Regions from separate parts of the Mus musculus genome. Here region 1 is linked to region 2. The links are chromatin contacts, called in public Hi-C maps. All regions are on one chromosome and are shown on one strand. The core of a region is the stretch at or near the end of the contact, and the rest is flanking DNA. Distances in the headings are between cores, read along the strand shown. Region 1 has its middle 72 kb from the start of Pgr. Region 2 overlaps Gm32014 (predicted gene, 32014).

Region 1 (5,639 bases), core at 562-3,061, 260 kb after region 2:
CTACATGAGTGTAATATAGAGCTATTTCATTAAACTTTACCCAACTGCTTTGCAAATAATAAGCACACGATATATATCTGTACACATATATAGAGATGTTCAGAAATAGCATTTCCGTAATTTCATCTTCATTATGCCATAATTTTGTTATAACCTTGCCATGTTAATCTGTTCTAGTCACTAGTGAAACCTGGGATCTGGAAAATCTGATTATTTTCCTTCTCCCACTGTTTACTATGAAATATTTTTATCAATTCAATGTGTGTTTATTTATTTTCCTGAATAAAATGTAGTTTTTTGAGTTTAGGGCCTAATGTATAAGAAATCTAAAGAGCATATCACCCTTTGCTTATAATATCTAATAGAACCAGTATTAATTTTTGACATTTCCCACAAACTCTTAAATATCCTATGCAGAGCAGAGCACAGCTCTCTAACAAACTGTATGAAAAGTTATTCTTCTCTTCATCTATACCAACTGACAATGGGATCCAAAACTTATGATACAATCAACTCCCCAAATAGTATTATTCTGATTATAAGAACTTTCCCCGCCCACTGGATCTGGTAGCCTTAATTCCTTTGATAACTGCTACAATTTCTGTTTTTGCTAGGAACAATTGGATCATCTCTGTTTTTCCTTGTTAATCACATTCCAGGCTGGAATATGAACCCTTTAAATCTCTTTAAAACTCTGTAGCCTCATGTACAAGAAGCACTCAAGACTTAAGAATATTTTTTCACAATTTTTATTCCATATTTTTAAAATACATCTTTATTTTTTATTGCATAGTTCAGCAACCACTCTCTTTAGGATAGACTGAGTTGGACAAGAGGAAGACACTAAGGAAGGCATAACTTTCTTTTTCCTATGATCTGCCTTTTAGATATAGAAAACATATTCATCTCTTAAATTCCAAAAGAAATCCAAAGGTGGATACTCTAGGAAAAGACTGTCAACTCCCAAGTTGCTCACACACACTCACCAGGTCATGACATAATTTTCATTAGCAGAATATCACCAGGAGTCCATGATGGTACTCTTGTCTTTATTTGGGGATGGGCACCAAGTTCACTGTCTACCTCTACCTTCAGTCTACCACTTCTTTAGTATAACATTGTTTCATACCCTCTGGCCTTTAAACTAAAATTGAGTGAAAAGCCATAGAGCATCTAACTGTCCATCCACAGGATGGAATACAGTTGGATAGGCATTGTGCTCCACATCATGATATGAATCGAAGTTCAACAAGACCTAGATAGCCAGATTCAGGTTGAATTCCACCTTTAGTTAGACTCATGGTTGGGGGAGACCCTGCAGACTACCAGTTTCTCAGACCTAACATTCACCAAAGTTAGTTCTTCAAAACTGAATCTAAATGTTGTGTGTGTTAGTGCCTTCCTGGACCCCAAGGACTATGTAGGCTGAAGCAGGATTGCACAATCTAAACCAGCCTGGGCCACACAGTTAGACTTTGTCTCCATTTTAAGATAAAATGCAAAGAGTAGTCTCCTTTATTCTTCTCTTCCCTGGAAGAATTTAAGAGTTTATGAGGCATTAATGACGAGTTAAATAACAGCAAGAGCCTGGTTACTGCAAAGGGAGGGGAGCAGAGGATTGCTCTCCTCCTAGAGTTGACAGCATTCCAAAGCAGAGCTCTGGGCCTGACTGGAGGCTGCTCCCAGGCTCCTTCAAGCTCCGTGCAGCTGGGGAGTCTGGAAAACTCTTACAGGATTGCTGGATGAGTCCCAGAATGTCGACCTCATTTTCGATTTACTGGACTGGTTGCCTCATGTCACGCTGACCTTATTGTTAAACACAGGTTTGTTTGCCTTCTTACGACTCATGGCGAAATGGGGGAAAGCATTACTTTTAAGCTGGTTGAAAGCTTTTAACTGACAGGGCACTTTCAGAGAAATGTGAAGAGACCAGCCATGAAAGGCCACTCTGCTCATTACTTCCAGGAAGCTGCAGTATTATTAACTCTCGGAGTGACATCAGTGTCATGGCCCATATTTAGACCAATATAAGTAAAATATGCAAGCCGCATTGTAAATAGTTTTCAGGAATACATTGTACTTTATTTTTAAATTGTCTTTTGAAATTGCTCAACCCCAATAGTAACCAATTTTTCAGACATTACTGTAAATGAAACCTGTTTAAATATGATTTTCTTTTGTAGGGTATATAAGAAGCTTAACACTTGGTTACTTTTCTTTTGAGTTTTCATGATTAGCTATTTCATTCAGTAGTGGCTTAAAGTGTTTTGTCACTGGAGGTAACTTTTGTTGTCTTCCTTGCTCCAGGAAGATTGATTTTAAAGTATCTGTTCATCAAACTGTGTTTCTATTACATATGCAGCTGTTTTGTTTTTTAATGTCTTCTTCAAATTCATATTACTTAGAGTTACTGGACCATGCAGCAATATATTTGGTGTGATTGGATTTTTAAATGTAGACTTAACTTGGTAAACACAATTTTTTAACTTTTTAAAATAGGAAAACGGCCAATGAACTCCTATCATAGCTTTTCTGAACTCAGTTGTCAACTAGAGTATTAGCTTTTATTCCTGAGGGCTTTATGACTTATAAGAGAAACAGAAAGAAAAGAACCTGCGAGTGAATAGCAGTATACCCTATAGCTGTCAAAAACAGAGATGCACCCTGCTCAGTCTCCACTGGGTAGAAACTCTACCTAGAATTTCAGACGGTAAGCAGAGATAGACAGACTGCCTTCTGCGGCCATCATTTTCATCTGTACTATGTCTCCTTTTGATCTAAATATTCTGTGTATTTTAACTCTTCTGGGGTAATCATTGCTCCAAGAAAAATAAGAGAGGTGTGACATCTAATTTTAAAGTATTTCAAAAGAACAACAACAATTAAAAAAAAACAATTTTTCCAAATTGATGCTTTGAAACAAATAGAGGAAACGTGTAAGAACTTGGAAAAAAGAGGTGTGGCTTACTAGGTCAGTTGGAAAGTTCATTGACATAAAAGCAGATATCATCCTCTTAATTACTGAGCAACATCCATGACAGGATGATACAAACCCCAAAAGGTGATGTGCCAGGTCAACAACATGAGAAATGTTCGAAGAATTACCAGTCATTATGCAAACATAGATTGTAAATAAGCCCAGAAAATGCTCTGTGGTGTTTAAGGATTTCATTGTTCTAATTGGAGGCTACATGGTTTAGGGGGAAAGTCACCAATCCATATCTCTGCCTAGATGTCAACTAATTGAGGTTTGTTGTTGTTGTTGTTGTTGTTTGGTTTGGTTTGTTTTTAAGATCTTAATATTTCCCCTTAAAACAAAGAGAAAAATGCTAAAAGCAAATTATCTCTTCTGACTCCCACAGTCAATCAAAGCACCAGGTTTAACTCTGAAACTACCAACTTTCTAAAGAGTTTATTTCAATGTGTCATTGTCAGTTCAGTTACCTATTTAAGTATAGGGAAAATATGCCCAGAACACAGAACCGAAATGATGGTGGTGGTGTGGTGGTGGTGGTTGTGGTGGAGGTGGTGTGGTGGTGGTGTGGTGGAGGTGTGGTGGAGGTGTGGTGGAAGTGGTATGGTGATGGTTATGGTGGAGGTGGAAGTAACAATGGTGAAGTTGAGAAGCATTACTTTAGGCATCATCCCATTCTCAACTGGAAGACATCACCCTGCTGGACTGTAGCAGTACCCAGTTCTCTCTTCTCTGGTTTACAGTTGGGTGGAGAGGAAAGATGGATAATCAAAGATCTGGGTATTACACAGTGAAAAAAGGGAGAGTCAAGAACACATAGGAAATTTTTATAATAGCAGATTCCAAAGTGAGTCAAGACATCCTGAAAAACATGTAAAGTAGTTGAGGAATTAGCTTAGCTAGCATTCAATCAAGAAGAAGGGAAGAGTCCTCCAATCTTGTAAACAATAGAGGCACAAACTAAAAGAAAAAATACACGGACATGGTGCTGCCAGAGAGCGTGGAGCCAAAACTGATGTGACAGAATGAAATCCAAGTCCCAAATATATATGGTCTTGTGTACCATAGTATCGCATGAAAATGTAGCTCTACATGAAAAGAGTGTCCTCTGTGTGATGCTCTAGAAGATGTTCTCCGTAGTACAGACAATGGGGTTAGGGAGGACTCATCCTGGAGGCAGGGAGCATGTTTTGAAGGAAGTTGCAATATTCTGAGCAAATGATGGGTCATAAACATAAAGAGCTGGGGTGATCGTGACCTCCTTAGTTTTCCAGAAGGCTTTGTGAGACATTACCAAGAGGCACTGACAGAATGACGACAGTAGATGAACACACAGATAACCTGCTGGACACCAGACCAGATGCCTCATTGTTTGGCTTCTGTGTTGAAACCAAAAATCCTTGTCATAAAGAATATAAAACTAAGAAACTTTGGTTTTACCAACCACTAAAATCCAGATGAGCACCCAAAGAAACTGTACTCCTCCTCCAACATCCCCAGAGCTGCAAGTACCTGCAACCTCAAACCCCTGGTGTAGGCACTGAGGCAAGGCCAGAAGAGCTCCAGACTTAGCCAATGGGACAGAGATACACTGATTTGCCAACAAATACAAAACAAGCACGTCCAATGTGTAGCTACTACCCAGTAGTGTGGCAGTATAGGGTAGGAATAAAAAGATCAAATATCTATACGGGATCTTGCCTCATGAACCATAGGAGGAGTCTGCGGGGTAAGAAGGAAGCCGATGGGTGGTAGGCTGGGAAGGAAATGTGTCAGTCTAAGGAACGTCCAGCTCTCTTAGTTTAATGTATCCTGCGTTCTGTTGGTTTCTATCAAGTTCTCATCTCCCATCTTATTACTACTCACAAGAGCATAGTGAGGAGAGGGAGAAGCTGACTGTGATCTTGGTACCAGAGGGAAGTAGGGATTCCCAGCCACTCTTCTCTCACTACTTCACTTTCTGGCAATTACTAAGCCTGATCATAAATGCAACAGGATCATGACAATTAGAAATCCATGACTTTTGAATGTCTCAGGAGCATCAGCACCATGGAGCACTTTGACTACTGGCTTGATGCTTCCTATTCTTTACTGGCTTGACAGATTTCTGCTATAGGAGCTGGTTTCACTGTCTGGACTCTGCTACAGGGTCATTTTGTCCTTTCAAGGGAACTGTGGTTTTCAGTATCTGCTATATCCTCTCCACACTGGAAGCAGACAGAATGTAGGTGTCTCAAATATGCAGACTTTACAGCTTTATAGGACACTAGCCACTGTGCTATTGGACTTCTCCTGCCTGTGCACCACCTTTTCTTCAAGATTAGTCCCTGAGTGTAGAATTCTGACATCCCTGCCACACCTTTCAGTTATGAGATGCTGTTTCTAAGGCTAAATTCTTGCTATATCTTTTAAGAGCCATCTGTAGTCAAGCCTGACTTTGTTTTCTTTGAGACAGGATCTCACAATGGCTTTCCTTGAACTATGTAGAACAAGGTCGGTCCTGAACTCAAAGAAATTCACCTGTCTCTGGTTTCTGAGTGCTGGGGTTAAAGGTATATGTCATCAGGCCCAGTATTCAAGTCTAATTCAAGGTCTATATGCTTAACATTTAGGAGATCATATAATTTATTTTAGAAAGCCCTGCTCTTCAGACTTGCCTTGCTCT
Region 2 (5,818 bases), core at 1,489-3,988:
CTGGTGGGTACTGGGAACTGTGTCTTTGTTCTCAGCAAGAGCAGCAAGGGTTCTTAACCCTCCAGCCTCTTGAACACTTTCTTAAATTTGTCTCATGTCTGCACAGTTTTATAAACACTTTCCTTTGCTCCCTGTTGCACCCTCACAAACAGTTCTCTTTACATGTGCCCACAAAGGGGACAGAGAAAGAAGGTCGATGGTTTTATGTAGAATGGCCACATGCTTCAGTTTAGGGGAGCATGTAAAGAATGAGCAATATATGTGGAGAAATAAGCCTGGTGTGTCTTGATACACCTATGTTCTTATACAGAGGTCTTGGCCCCAGATCCTTAATAGGAGTAAGTGAATGATAAAAACAGAAATATAACCAGTGAAGCAAAACTACAGTGGTCCAGGAAGAAAGTTAACAGAAACTTTTAAAAATTATGCAGCAACAAATATTCTACACTAAGAGAATGGTTCCCTTTATGATCCCACAGAGCCCTTTGTGGTTGGTTAATCTTATGGAACTGACTTTGGAGTTAGGAAAAGTAAAATTATTGAATTATGTACAACTGTTGTACTGAGTCTCAAGACTGTAAGAAAACCACCAGCGAGAGTAACTCTCCAAAATCCTTGATCTCTGGATTAATGGCATCAACCAAGCACTGAAATGTTTTAAATTTGATTCAGGCTGTTTTCTCTGCCTACGTTTACTATACCCATTAATGTGGGAATGAAAGCCAAATATCAGAGAGCAATATGAAAGATGATTTCCCTGTCTCCAACTCTCCAGCTATGTCATTCTAAGTTCTGCTTAGCCCACAGAACATACCAGGAGGCCTCTGCATGCAAGTGACAGAGTCTGGCTTGATGAACACTGTGTGACAATATGCAATAGATTAAAAGATAAGCAACCACTCAGGAGGCCTGCAAACAGAAGGGCCATGTGGGCTCAGGGTATGGTGGTGTGTCACACAAACAGGAACACTTTCCTTAACAAGAGCTTGGAAGTGTTAGTGTTACCAGAGGAGACACCAGGGATATAATCCAATCTTTTCCTTGCAAAAAGAATTCAAGCTGTGACCTGATTGTTCTCAGTCACCATGAGCTCTGTTTTTGATGAGTTACAACTGAAGCTTGAGGAGGGGGAGTAAAAATAATAGTCTGCGTCTCATACTCTGGATCTGGTAATGTCTGAAAGTAAAGCAGGGCCCGAGAGTTAAACACTCTAATGTGACCATAGAAGCAGCTGGCACTTGAAAATCAAATCATTTCCTGTGTAGAGGTCTCTGACAGCAGAACACTCCATGTAGGGTAACAGGGAAGGACCTCTCGGTTTGCTCTCCCTATCAGCCCTAGGCTGTGAGCCCATCCCCAGGCATGACGAGGACAAAGGTTTTCTGGAGAATAATTAACCCCATACACTTTTACAGAATCTACTCATAAATGCTTTGGACACTACACCTCCCCCCCTTTAAAGATGCTGAAAATTTCTGACGTCAAAATATTTTTAACTTTTTTATCCATTTCACATTAATGCATGCTTTCTCCATGTATTGAACCATGGACATGTTTGGCTGAACAAATAAAGCCTTAAGAAACCTACTTCCATGATACCCATTTTGGGAAGGGCAGTGTCAGGTAAGGCAGTGTAATGCAGAACACGTGTAAGAATGCCTGGTGTGGGGCTGGAGCTTAGTTCAGGTGGTGGAATGCTTGCCCAGAACTCATAAGGCACTGGATTCACTCCCCAACACTAAAGGAGTAGAGGCAGGAAGATCAGAAGATCAAAATTATCCTTGGCTCATAGGAAATCAGAGACCTGAACTATAAACAAAACATGATCTAGATGGTATGGCATGGACCTTCCGTGAATACTGTGCTGAATGTAGGCAAGGTGGACTAGGGGTTGTTTGTCTTTTGCATTTGTGCTTCATATCATCACACTGCACATTACATACACAGGTGATATCATCTGCAAATTTCAAACAAAGAAATGGAATTGAAGAGGCAAAACACAATTATTTCTACTTAAAATTGAGAGTGTGTGTTTTTTTTTAATTAAGACAGGGGTGTAATTTTAGCTCACATATAAAGTGTTTGGCACAATGGGACTCTCATTTATAGATATTTCCATTAAGCTCCCAAACACCACTTCCTTTTAAATCACAAGGCCAAGAGGGTAAGGGCAGTGATCTAAAACCTTATTAAGACCACACAAAGATTAATCTGGGGTGGGCTGTATTTGGGAATAGGCCGTATGGCTCCCTCATGGGTCATTTATAACCTATTAAGAATGAACTGAAGGAAGGGTGGAAGGGAGAGATACAGTTGTGCACACAGAGAGACCACACAGAAACATAGTCTGAAAGCTTTGTTTTGTTTTCCTAGTTGTCAGATGATTTAAAAACTGATTTTGGATAGGAATATGAGAGTAGAATTTATTCTTAAATGTATATTCTCCCGGGAAAGGGAAGAGCCTTGGGACATATAATTTGATAGGGTTGATGTGGGACAGAAACCTCTGTTCTTTTCTTTTCTTTTCTTTTCTCTTCTTTTCTTTTCTTTTCTTTTTCTTTTTTTTTTTTTTAAACCTCATTTCTTGAAGCAATGAATTAGAGAGCTGGATACAAATTACAGGAAAAAAAAATGTACTAAAGAAACCAGGACTTGGAGGGTGTGGTGATACATGCATGGTATCTCATCCCTTAAAAGACTGAATCAAGAGTTAAAGGTCAGCTGAGCTCATACTGAGCTCTAGGTCAGCTTGGACCACAGAAAGAGAGACTTCGAAAGAGCAGTGGTGGAGAAGTCAGGACAGAACAGGGTGGGAGGAAAGGAGATGGGAAAAGAAAGAAGTAAGGGAAGGGAAAGTAGAGAAGAGGAGGGGAATGAGGGTGGGGAGGGGAAGAAGAAAGGAAAGCAAGTCCTTAGACTGTTTTTTTTTTTTAACTTTTTCCAATTTTTTATTAGGTATTTCTTCATTTACATTTCAAATGCTATAGAATGTTTCCCTTTGTCAGCTTGGAAGCACCATAGGCAGATACTAAAGCAAGCTTTCATGTACAAAATAAACAAACAAACAAAAAAAATCATTGAGTGGTCTTCTATAAAGACAAAGGTGGGGGCAGGGAGAGGGATGAAGAGGGCCCACAGAGATGGGCAGCTATGACAGAGGGAAGGGAACTCACAGCAGCAAGCCGCTACACACTTCTCTCTGTGCAGTGCCTTATGGGTCCATGGGGAATGCTGGAGGACCAGTCAGGAAGCTATCTGGAAATGGAAGAGTGACGGTGGCCTTGGTTAAGATGATGGCTGGAAACTTAGAAAGATGCACATGTTCCAAAAGTCTGAGCAGAGTCAGTTGAATGGAAGGAAGGAAAGGAGGGGAGGACAGAGGAAAAGATGGTCAATGGGTCCCATCCCTTCACTGGTCACTCCTTTGTCTTCAGAGATTCTGCACTGGGCCTGGCTTGTGTTTTGTGGGCTGTTTTATTGTGGAGAGATCCTGATGAAATATAGGTTACTTGTTGAGTGTGCTATTTAAGAAATAACGGTCATATACATTATGTAGGTGGAGAAATTGATAGGGAAATTAAGAAATTTGAATAAACTACAGTTCTTCATTTTTATTAAGATGGGCTTTAGTGAATGGATCACCAGGGTTCTGAGAACTCATTCAGTGAGCAAGCTGGGGAAGGACCCTTCCCTCAGGAGAAGAGCAATGCAAACCCTTGACCCTAGTCACAAGGGCTGTAGACAATCCCTGACTTGTTTGATAAGAGCATATGCCCATGTGGATGAATTTGAAATGACTTTTAAGCTCATAAAAGCATATTAGTGAAAAAAAGCGTAGCCCTTACAGCACATTAGACATCCAATGGTCTGGATCTCCCACAGCTGTGTGGTAATACATCTCAAATTGTCGTCATGCTTCCTAAGTATTCAAAACGTGCTACTCACTTGTTCTTTGCACTAAAGCTTTCTGTGGGTGACCCAGACAGACGGTTTCTTGATCACCTCTGGGAGTCTGTCGTAACGCTTACACATCACACAGAAATTACTGGGTTTGTGCCCAGACTCCCTCAGTTTGTTTGTGCTTCCTGTTTGTGTAGCTTCTATGCCCATTGTTTTTAGTCTAAATCAATGATATCTGGAATACACTGATGTTTAAAAATATTGAATGGATGATAATACATGCTTACTGCTATAAAAGAAAACACATAGTATTAAATTTTAAGAAAGTGGATGAATTAAAATACAAATATGCTGTTCCATTAAAATCTCAGCAGTGTGTTGGCCTGTATAAAGACCAAGCCTGGTCAACATGACAAAGTGGATAAGAGGAAGCCATACCAGGCCCCACTCCTAGATGAAGGGGCACCAAAACAATGGCTATGACAGCAAGGATAGGCTCCATTCCTGGATGAAGAGGCACTGAACCAATGGCTGTGGCAGGAAGAAAAAGCATGAGAGAGCCAAGGCCCACACCTGCACCTGCCTACATTACAGTAATATAGAGCTCTTTATGATGTTAATGGGAAGAAATACATACCATTCAAATGGAAGCATTCTTGACCTGATTCTTAGCACATGTTGATACCCTGTTCAATTTTCACGCTGATGCAGGATGACTCTGGAAAGTTGTGCCATTTATCAGAACTAACTGGTGCCATGAGACCTCTGGGATTTGCTTAAGCATATCCAGCTAATTTTCTCTTAGCTTTCATGTTTCCTTTTCCTAGATCCATCCTTGACCTCCTTCAACTCCAATTGTAACAATAACCCATGTAGAAAATCACAGCAGCCCACCAACTCGTTAGCTACTTTTCTCCTTTCTGTGACCTAAAACCTAATTTGGTGATTGTCTCAGTCAGGACCTCATGACCAAGAAACAAGTTGGGGAGGAAAGGGTTTATTCGGCTTACACTTCCATACTGCTGTTCATCACCAAGGAAGTCAGGACTGGAACTCAAGCAGGTCAGGAAGCAGGAGCTGATGCAGAAGCCATGGAGGGATGTTCTTTACTCGCTTGCTTCCCTGGCTTGCTCAGCCTGCTCTCTTATAGAACCAAGATTACCAGCCCAGAGATGGTCCCACCCACAAGGGGCCTTTCCCCCTTGATCACTAATTGAGAAAATGCCTTACAGTTGGATCTCATGGAGGCATTTCTTCAACTGAAGTTCCTTTTTCTGTGATGACTCCATCTGTGTCAAGTTGACACAAAACTAGCCAGTACAATTGACCCCTTGTCAACTTGACACACAAACACATCACTAGTAAGCCTCAACCCTTAATTTCTTATTCATCCCCAAGATCTAAACAACTTTAAAAGTCCCACAGTCTTTACATATTAAAAGTCAACCCCATTAAAATGTCCAATATCTTTAAAAATCCAAAGTCTTTTTACAATTAAAAGTCTCTTAACTGTGGTATCCACTAAAATAGTTTCTTCCTTCAAGAGGGAAAATGTCAGGGTACAGTCACAATCAAAAGCAAAAATCAATCTCTAACCATCCAATGTCTGGGATCCAACTCACAATCTTCTGGGCTCCTCCAAGGGCTTGGGTCACTTCTCCATCCATGCCCTTTGTAGCACACGCATCATCCTCTAGGCTCCAGATGCCAGTACTCCACTGCTACTGCTGCTCTTGGTGGTCATCTCATGGTACTGGCATCTCCAAAACACTGCATAACCCTTTCAGTCCTGGGCCGTCAATTGCAACTGAGGCTGAATCTTCACCAATGGCTTTCCATGGCCTCTCACAATGCTGAGTCTCAGCTGCTCTGTGTGACCCCTTCATGCCTTCAAAACCAGTGCCACCTGGGTGACCCT

Evidence for each region. Hi-C and Micro-C count contacts between places; a contact is called where the count stands out from the background.
Region 1: a contact with region 2 is called in a Hi-C map of uterus, with 3 times the contacts expected there. The contact joins two enhancer-like sites. A contact is called at or near these places in 22 of 39 promoter capture datasets (the 3T3-L1 cell line, 3T3-L1-derived adipocytes, the C10 cell line and 14 more), 9 of 15 datasets of contacts at CTCF or cohesin (the G1E-ER4 cell line, embryonic stem cells, hippocampal excitatory neurons and 4 more), 194 of 484 Hi-C or Micro-C datasets (the AML12 cell line, B cells, the Ba/F3 cell line and 81 more), 17 of 115 datasets of contacts at active chromatin or transcription factors (astrocytes, bone marrow-derived dendritic cells, embryonic stem cells and 7 more) and 1 of 9 other capture datasets (embryonic tail).

What each region holds. Positions count from the first base shown.
Region 1 is chr9:8,968,715-8,974,353 of GRCm38.p6, forward strand. No RefSeq gene overlaps it. Among named protein-coding and RNA genes, the nearest start is that of Pgr, 72 kb to the left of the region's middle. Within about 2 kb of position 1,812, at least 24 of the 459 cell types and tissues checked have an H3K27ac peak or open chromatin away from gene starts, as enhancers often do. A contact at or near this core is called in uterus, where this site is marked.
Region 2 is chr9:8,702,828-8,708,645 of GRCm38.p6, forward strand. All of the region lies in intron 3 of Gm32014 (predicted gene, 32014), which reads right to left. Among named protein-coding and RNA genes, the nearest start is that of Gm32014, 35 kb to the right of the region's middle. Within about 2 kb of position 2,739, at least 4 of the 459 cell types and tissues checked have an H3K27ac peak or open chromatin away from gene starts, as enhancers often do. A contact at or near this core is called in uterus, where this site is marked.